2 separate regions of the Mus musculus genome follow, and region 1 is linked to region 2. The links are chromatin contacts, called in public HiChIP or PLAC-seq maps. All regions are on one chromosome and are shown on one strand. The core of a region is the stretch at or near the end of the contact, and the rest is flanking DNA. Distances in the headings are between cores, read along the strand shown.

The links. HiChIP or PLAC-seq counts read pairs in DNA pulled down with a chosen protein or histone mark.
Region 1: a contact with region 2 is called in an H3K27ac HiChIP or PLAC-seq map of embryonic stem cells, with 10 read pairs. The contact joins the promoter of Upk3b here to the enhancer-like site in region 2. A contact is called at or near these places in 16 of 39 promoter capture datasets (the C10 cell line, the HPC-7 cell line, cranial neural crest and 11 more), 4 of 15 datasets of contacts at CTCF or cohesin (CD8 T cells, the G1E-ER4 cell line, the NIH/3T3 cell line and 1 more), 71 of 484 Hi-C or Micro-C datasets (the 63-12 cell line, the AML12 cell line, B cells and 41 more), 18 of 115 datasets of contacts at active chromatin or transcription factors (the 230-238 cell line, CD8 T cells, acute myeloid leukemia and 7 more) and 5 of 9 other capture datasets (adipose tissue, embryonic stem cells, liver and 2 more).

What each region holds. Positions count from the first base shown.
Region 1 is chr5:136,036,273-136,040,663 of GRCm38.p6, reverse strand. Upk3b (uroplakin 3B) reads right to left here and starts at 2,168. Exons shown (of 6, transcript NM_175309.4): 1 at 1,778-2,168; 2 at 1,473-1,622; 3 at 425-650. The coding sequence starts at 1,862.
Region 2 is chr5:135,960,504-135,965,041 of GRCm38.p6, reverse strand. Ssc4d (scavenger receptor cysteine rich family, 4 domains) reads left to right here. Exons shown (of 11, transcript NM_001160366.1): 7 at 346-423; 8 at 1,612-1,686; 9 at 1,808-2,119; 10 at 3,076-3,153; 11 at 3,834-4,538. The coding sequence ends at 4,150. Among named protein-coding and RNA genes, the nearest start is that of Ssc4d, 12 kb to the left of the region's middle. Within about 2 kb of position 2,346, at least 418 of the 459 cell types and tissues checked have an H3K27ac peak or open chromatin away from gene starts, as enhancers often do. A contact at or near this core is called in the 230-238 cell line, the 63-12 cell line, the AML12 cell line and 43 more, where this site is marked.

The DNA of each region.
Region 1 (4,391 bases), core at 919-3,418, 76 kb before region 2:
AGCTGCCGATCTTTTGTTTTAAGGTCTTAAGTAGTAGCTTATCTCAAATTCATTATGTACCTGCACCTGGCCTTGAACTCATGAACCTCCTTCCTCTGTCTCCAGTGCTGAGATCACATGAGTATGTCACTGCGATCAGCAAATTGAAAGATCTTTTGGGGGAAAGTTTTCAGTCAGCAATAATAATAAGTTTTCAGTCAGCGATTCAATAATCGCCTCATTGGCTATGACACCACTGCACAGAGCTGTCCGGTCTTTTTGAAACCTCACTATGCAAAGAAAGGAAACTGTGGCTAACAAAGGGGTGGAGCTATAGCTGGCCCTCATTCAGAAGAAGGGGGCAGGGTCTGAATCTTAGTCCAAGAAGTCCCACCTCCTTCCCTGAAGACACCCAATCCCAGGGCAGGGGCTCCTGACAACCCACCTGTAAGGGCCCTGGCTGGGGAGGGGGGCGTTGCAATAGGGTCGCTGGTAACAGCCAAAATCATTGCCCACCCGAAGCACGGGGACACCTCCACTGCCACCGGTCAGGTCCTCACATGGCAGCTGATCCAGGGACAGGGGTAATGTCATATAGTGGCCGTCAGTCAGCAGCTGTGGGAAGGTCGGGATCTTAGCAGCAGTCTGTGGGTTCTGAAAGTCCCTGGAGGCTGGAGGAAAAAGGGACAGATAGAGGCAAGAGCAGGCTGTGGCCCTGTTAGGTCTATTAATAAGATAGGCGCTTGTGGCCAAATCTGCCGACCTACGTTTGATCCCCAGGACCCACAGGTTGGAAGGAGAGACCTGACTCCCTCAAGCTGTCCTCTGAATTGCCCACGATCACGTCTGGACTGCTACATACAATAAATAAGCAAGTGCAAGACAGTTATTTTAAAGGAATAGAGAGCAGCGGACTGCTTCTGTCCCAGGAAGCGATCTGCAGAGGGCGTGACCCCACTTCCCCAGGTGACATAATGGGTCTCGATCCCCATCGGGGCTCCAACAACTCAGGATCACACATGAGATATTTACATTAAAAATTCGTATTGGTAGCAAAATTACAGTTATGAAATAGCAATGAAATAATTTTTTTGTTGGGGTGGGGGTCACCACAGCATGAGGAACTGCGTTGAAGGGGCGTCAGCATTAGGAAGGTTGTACTTGCCTAGCAATGCATAAACCCTGGCCTCTATCCCTGGTACCACATGGACTGGCATGGTTGTGCATGCCCACCGTCCCAGCAATTGGAAGGTGGAGGCAGTAAGCTCAGAAGTTTAAGGTCACCTGGGCTACAGCAGACCCTGTCTCAAAAAAAAAAAAAAAAAAAGGACAGGCTTTGCCCACCTTGTGCTCAACACATCCCTGGCTAATCTAATCTACAGTCCTGACCCTCACACCCAGAGACAAGGTCAATGTTACCATCCACCCAGATCCTCGGGTATCTCTTCTCAGCCCATGCCCTCACCCCAAGACCCCAAGTCCTCAGCACGCACCATTGCTGAAAGCCACCACTAGCCAGATGGTGTCCTTAGTTGAGACATGCTCATCAAAGACGCACCGAGGCTGCTCCAGAGAGAATGTAGTGGCTGTGATCTTCCCTTCCAGGTCCCAGGCTGTTATCTGCGGCACGTAGGCAATCAGGTCTATAGCCATGGGGGACAAAGGTGAGAATCGAGATAAGCACTGCTGTTCTGTGGGGCTCCCCCTCCCCTCCCCGATTCTCTCGGTCCAGGAGGTGTAATAGGTTCCCAGAACCCTAGGTTTGGCTAAGGGCATCCATTGCAAGAGCTCCACTCACCTAGACTCAGGCTTTGGGGGAGCCACACGAGCACCAGGAGAAGCAGGGGCGGCGGAGGGTGAGGCTGCCACCGCGTTCGCACCATGACTGCCACAGCACTTGATCAGGCCTGACCAGGCTTAGGGGCTGGTCCTGTCTCACCCCACCTCCGACACCTCTGGCCTACAGTTGCTGGTCACTTGGACTGCCAGGAGAACAGGAAAGACCTGAACCTATGAGCTCACCCCTCCCTGCTCCCAGCCCACCCCAGGGAGGGGCTCAGTGGGCTCCTGAACAGGGGCCCCACTCCAGAACTAAGGGAGAGGAGCCATTTAGGGTTGGCCTTCACGTGACCCCCCAGTCACCTCCATCCCAAAGCTGATGTCTAAATTGTGGTACCACCTTACTCCCTGGCCCTGGGAGGGAGACTCCCCTCCTCTATCTGGGCCCAGAACCACATGCCTAGGATTCCTGAACTCTGGGTGCCAGGAGCCACCCTCTGGCCATCCATCCTTATCCAGGAAGTGAGGAGAGGGGAGAGCCTGTGTGGTAGGCTGGCCCTGACCTAGTCCAGCCCCAAAGCAGCTCCCAGACACTGCCTGCCCTCCATGTAGCCTGTGCCCAAGGAGATATGTCTTCCCCAGCTCGGAATGTCCGTTCCTTCTCCAGTGGAAGCACTAGTCCTCCGAAAGGACGGGACAGCCTTTGGTGACTGACAAACATTTTGTTTATACAAACCCTACAAGTCCTTTTTGTTTGTTTGTTTTGTTTTGTTTTGTCGAGACAGAGTTTCTCTGTGTAGCCTTGGCTGTCCTGGAACTCACTTTGTAGACCAGGCTGGCCTCGAACTCAGAAATCTGCCTGCCTCTGTCTCCTGAGTGCTAACCCTACGAGTCTTATTCTATGTCGTTTTAAGTTTGTTTGTCTGTTTTTGAGACAGGTTCCCATGTAGTACAGACTAGCCTCAAACTCACTATATAACAGAAGATGACTTTTGAACTCTTTTTTTTTTTTTTCTTTTTTCCTTTTTTGGTTTTTCCAGACAGGGTTTCTCTGTGTAGCCCCGACTGTCCTGGAACTCACTCTGTAGACCAGGCTGGCCTTGAACTCAAAGGTCCACCTGCCTCTGCCTCCCAAATGTTGGGATTAAAGGCGTGTGTCTCTCTCTGCCTGGCAGTCTTTGAACTTTTGATGCCCCTGTGATCACAGATAGGCACTGCTAGCTTCTGCAAGCAACCTGGCAACCAAACACACACACACACACACACACACACACACACACACACACACACACACCCGCTATAAGACCCACAGACCAGTGACCCTGTGTGTGTGTATGCTTTTCAAACAGATCTTGCTAAGAATCTCTGGCCAACTAGGAATTCTTGCTGTGTAGTCCAGGCTGGCCTTGAACTCATGATCTTCTTGCCACCTTTTTCCAAATTCTGGGATTCATGTGTGCACTACTACAGCAGCATGAATGTGCCTTTTTTGTTTGTTATTGAAGACCTGGTTGGTACACAGTTCCTTGCATCCATGCTGATGTAGTCACCTTTCCATTGCTATGACAAAACACCATGCCCAAGGCGACTTATAAAAGAAGCATTTAGTTGGGCTTGCTGTTTGGAGGGTTAGAGTCCATGATGGTGGAGCAATGGCGTGGCAGTAGAAATACGCAAAAGCTCACATACTGATCCTCAAGTAGGAGATAGAAAGAAAACACTGGAAATGGCTTTAAAAACTCCAAAGTCCACCCCTAGTGACACACTTTCTCCAACAAGGCCACACCTCCTAACCCTTCCCAAACAGTTCTACCAAATAGGGACCAAGTATTCAAACATATGAGCCTATGGGGGAATTCTCATTCAAACTAACACACATACACACACACACACACACACACACACACACACACACACACACACACACACGCCTCCAACCCCTCCCTGGGGGATTCTAGTCAGGGGCTCTACCACTGAGCCTCACCCCAGCCCCTCCCTGGGGGATTCTAGGCAGGGGCTCTACCACTGAGCCACACCCTTAGCCCCTCACTGGGGGACTCTAGGCAAACACTACTGCTGAGTCACCCCTGAGCTGTTCATTAGGGTATTCCAGGCAAATTCTCTACAGCCCTAGGTTGGTGGTTTTCAGTATTTTCATAAGATTCACACTAGGGATAGCCCCTCAATAAGAGAACAATTGTCTGGCATTCATATGACCCTGGGTGTAGTCCCCTAACTACAAAAATAAATTAATTCAATTAAAAAGAAAGAAAAGATATTTATAAAGGTGTATGGCCATCAGTGCTAATGCCAAATCCCTTTCATTATCCCAAAGGGGAAGACTGCCTTAAACAGTTGATCCTTGGTCCTCCCCACTCCTCCACTGACTCCAGATCTACCTTCTGTCTCTCTGTACTTTGACTATAATGGACAGCTTACAGCAGTGGGTTTTACTGTTGGGCTGAGGGACTAAAAACTGAACGCAGGACTTAGAGCACACCAGGCAAACATTCCTTATAGCTCTAATCCCGGTCCTCTATTTTTTTCTATTTTTATTTTTTAGTGTTGGGGAATTTAGAGCTTTGCATTTGCTGGGCAAGCACTCTACCATTGGGCTAAATCCTCATGCTCAA
Region 2 (4,538 bases), core at 1,097-3,596:
ACCAGGCCTGCTGGTACATACTTACAGCTCTACTACTCCCTCAGCTACATAAAACCCTGAAGAAAAACAAAAACAAAAACAAGCCAGGCAGTGGTGGCACACGCCTTTAATCCCAGCACTTGGGAGGCAGAGGCAGGCAGATTTCTGAGTTCGAGGCCAGCCTGGTTAACAGAGTGAGTTCCAGGACAGCCAGGGCTACACAGAGAAACCCTGTCTCAAAAAACCAAAATAAATAAATAAATAAATAAAGGACTGCTGTCAAAGCTGGCCAGGGCTCATTGAATGCCAGTCCTGGATGTAAAGCTGGTCCAATGACTGACCCTTCTGTCTTCTCTCCTGCTCTAGTTCTAAGCCCTCCGACTTCCACAGCTCTGCCTCCGTCTGTCACAAAAGAAGACTGGGCACGGCACACTGGGCCAGCAGGTAAAGAGCCCGCTCTCCCCGCTGGAAAGGTTGGATGAGACAGGCAGGGGTGGGAACTAAGGAAGCTCTTCTAGAGACACAGGAAAGGGACTTGAGCAAAGGCTTTGGGGCAGATGGTAAAGATGAGCAGATGGCAGCAGATGACACCCAGAGCTCTGAAGAATTAAGGGTGGATAAGAGCTTTCTTCCTCTGTAGCCCTGGGACTCCCTTTGTAGATGAGGCTGGCCCTCAACTCACAGAGATCCACCTGCTTCTGCCTCTTGAGTGCTGGGATTAAAGATTTCTTTAAAATGCTTGAGTCAAATTAGGGGTTGCTGTTAAGGTGGGGAATTAAGAGCCCATGAGTAGGAACTCAAATCAGGAATCAAGGTTAGAGGTAAGTTTGGAATTAAAACTACAGGTATCACTGTGTGATTAAAAGTACGATAATTTAAGATTCAGGAGTTGAGGGGTGGAACTCAGGTGGTTGACTGACTGCTTATCAAGAACAAGCCCAAGCAGGGCAGTGGTGTCGCACGCCTTTAATCCCAACGCTTGAGAGGCAGAGGCAGAGGCAGGTGATCTCTGAGTTTGAGGCCAGCCTGATCTACAGAGTGAGTTCCAGGACAGCCAGGGCTACACAGAAACCCTGTCTCAAAAAAAAAAAAAAAAAACAAAAAACAAAAAACAACAACAACAAAAAAGAACAAGCCCATCTGAAGGACCACAAAACCACGAATGGTGGGTCACACCAAATTGAGGCAAGACCTCAAAAACCCAAAAGCTTTTACTCCTAGCATTCGGGAGACAGATCTCTTGTAAGTCTGAGAGATCAGTCCCTTTTTGTTTTTTTGTTTGTTTGTTTTTTTGAGACAGGGTTTCTCTGTATAGCCCTGGCTGTCCTGGAACTCACTCTGTAGACCAGGCTGGCCTCGAACTCAGAAATCCGCCTGTCTCTGCCTTCCAAGTGCTGGGATTAAAGGCATGCGCTATCACCACTGGAGATCCGGCCTATCTACATAGTGAGTTCTAGCCCAGCCAAGGCTACATACTGAGAGCTTATCTTGGGAAAAAAAGAAAATAGGGAGGAAAATCCTAAAAGATGTTTTTTACTAGACAGTGAGGTGACTCTGTGACTGAGGCAAAGTAAGCTGTGGGTGTGGTAAATGGCCTTCTTGTTCCCTTCAAAGGCTCCCTTGTCTCCGCAGCTACAGGAGTTGGTGCCTCACCTTCCAGGGACACTGTGTGGCTGACGACAGCAGCCCGGGCCTCAGGGAAGAAAAGTAAGTGGCCCTGCCCGGGTCCCGCAGGGGGGTTGGGGGGAGCGGTGGGCCAAGGGCTGCAATAGGGAGGGGAGCCTGCTGTCCCAGGTCATCCCCTGGCACCGGCCTGTGCGCCCCGCAGGCGGAAGGCTGAGGCTGGTCGGGGGCCCGAGCCCGTGCCGCGGCCGCGTGGAGGTGCTGTACGCCGGGGGTTGGGGCACCGTGTGCGACGATGACTGGGACTTCGCGGACGCGCGGGTGGCCTGTCGCGAGGCGGGTTGCGGGCCCGCGCTAGGCGCCACGGGCCTTGGTCATTTTGGCTATGGCCGAGGCCCTGTGCTGCTAGACAACGTAGGCTGCACCGGTACTGAGGCCCGCCTCAGCGACTGCTTCCATCTGGGCTGGGGACAGCACAACTGCGGCCACCACGAAGACGCCGGAGCGCTTTGTGCAGGTGAAGCTGTGGCAAGAGAGGAGGTGGAGCCGGAGTGGTGGGCGGGGCCCGACCCATAGGAGGTGCGGGCAGGGTTTATATGGAGGAAAGGTGGAGCCGTGCAAGCTGGGCGAGGACCCATGAACGCATGCGCTCACGTCTATGGGCGGGCCTGAATCAGGAGAGGGGTGGGTATCCTGTAGGGGCGGGACAAGATGTGGTTGAGCTGGGCGATGCGTGGGCCATGACGGTCCTGTGGGCGGAGCCTCTTTTAGCTCACAGTCGGGAGTGGGGCCGAGTCTGAGGAGGCCTGGGTGGGGTCGTGCGCAGGAGCTCCCTGCTGTGGGAGCGAGCGGAAGCTGCGTAGCTTTCTGGCTGGCCTAGGACTGGGAAGGCGAAAGTGAAGCAGGGCACAGGGTTTGTGGGCGGGGCCTGATAGCAGGAGCTGCGGTGGAGGAATGGGCGTGGCGCTCTCTGCTGCACTGCAGCGGAAGTATTGCACATAGCAGGGGGTGGGGGTGGGGTGGGGGGGGTGGATGCTCCTGCACTCTCGCTGTTGAGCCTTAGGGGTGTAACCGGAAGGGCGATTTGTCTGCAGGGGGTGACTAGGGCGCGGTCAAGGGAGCACTCGTGCTGTGCTATCCAATTTATAGTCTCTGCTGCTAGTGATTGGTAGGAAGCAGGAGTGGCTGACGGCTTTCCCAAAACTAGCCTTTGACTTTTCAGAGATACCAATGAAAACAGGTGTGTACAAAGTCTGGCAGGACACTGTCAATCCCTTGTTCCCGTATCTCCACCTTTACTTGATGCCTAGACCTAGGGGGTCCTCCAGTCTCCTACCTTAGGTTGGCAGGTCTTTGAGGTTCTTTCTGTCTTTCTGTACAACTTGGGAAGGTTGGGAGAATTGATCTGGTTCTAGGGAGCATATGTTCCCCACCATGACAACCATCTCTTTTTTTATGCCCCTGCTGAGCCAGGCCCAGAGGAACTGGGACTCCAAGTCCAGCAGGCTGGTTCTGAGACCACCCGAATGCCCAGTCCTCGGCCCAGAGATGGTAGGTGTTTACTGCCACTGAAAATGAGGTTGGAACTTTAGGGATAAGATGGACCTGGAGTGATAAAACACTACAGCAACCTAGAGATTTCTCCACTTGGGATCAAACAAACTGAAGAAATGAGAGAATGCAGAATTAGGCATGGTGGCCTATGGCTTTCATTCCAGCATTCTGGAGACTTGGGTCAGAAGGACAGTAACTTCAAGGCCTGCCTGAACAACATACAAGGGCTCATGGAAAAACAAACAACAAATTAGCCCAGGGAATGTAGGTGTGGAAGTGGGGACAGTAAACTTTGAGGGTCAGGATAAGACATGGTCATAGTTTGCAAACAGCCTGTGGCTAAGGGGCTGAGACTGTCTGTTGAGGGTCTCACTACATAGCTCTGGCTGACCATTGCTGTGTCGAACAGGCTAGGCTTGAACTCACAGAGATCTGCTTGCCTCTGCCTTCTTAGTGTTGGGATCAGAGGTGTGTGCCAACTTGTCCAGCATTATTTATTGGTGTCTGTGTACCCGTGTATATGCATGATATGTTCACACATGTGAAGGCAAAACAGTATGAAGGAATGTGAAGGTCAGAGGACAACCTGTGGTGGCAAGTGCCCTCAACTGTAGAGCCATCTCTTGGGTCCCATGATCCCATGGGCTCTTCTGACCCAGGCCTTATCTCCAACACAGGGCACCTCCGTCTGGCTAGTGGAACACACCGATGTGAGGGGCGCGTAGAACTCTTCCTAGGACAACGGTGGGGCACTGTTTGTGATGATGCCTGGGACCTACGGGCAGCCATTGTCCTGTGCCGTCAGCTGGGATGTGGCCAGGCTCTCGCAGCCCCGGGAGAGGCCCACTTTGGCCCAGGCCGAGGCCCAATCCTCTTGGACAATGTCAAATGCCGAGGAGATGAGAGCACCTTGCTACTGTGCTCTCATATCCGCTGGGATGTCCACAACTGTGACCACAGCGAGGATGCCAGTGTCTTGTGCCAGCCATTGTGACCCAGATGGCTCTGTACTCCATACCATATCAAAGGAGCCTATGAGGAACTGCCTGTCCTTTCCCAGGATGCCTTCCTATGATAGCTCGGGTTCCTGGTACCCCTTTCTCCCCGTGCATGGGAGAGATGCAGTACCTGCCCGAGTCCTCTTACTGTGTGTCCCGAGACTGTTATCACCTGCGGAAGGCCCAATACAGTGAACATAGCAATGTTTTGCTCAGCCAAATCAGAAAATGTGAGAGAATAACCCACTTCTCTTTGGGGGAACTCATATAGTACCCCCAATCCTTCCCTTCTGCACCCACATCCATGAGGCTTGGGCTGTCTGTAAATGCCTTCAAACCCTTACCGTGACCTCTCTTGGTCTCCTGCTAAAAGTGGGGAGACAA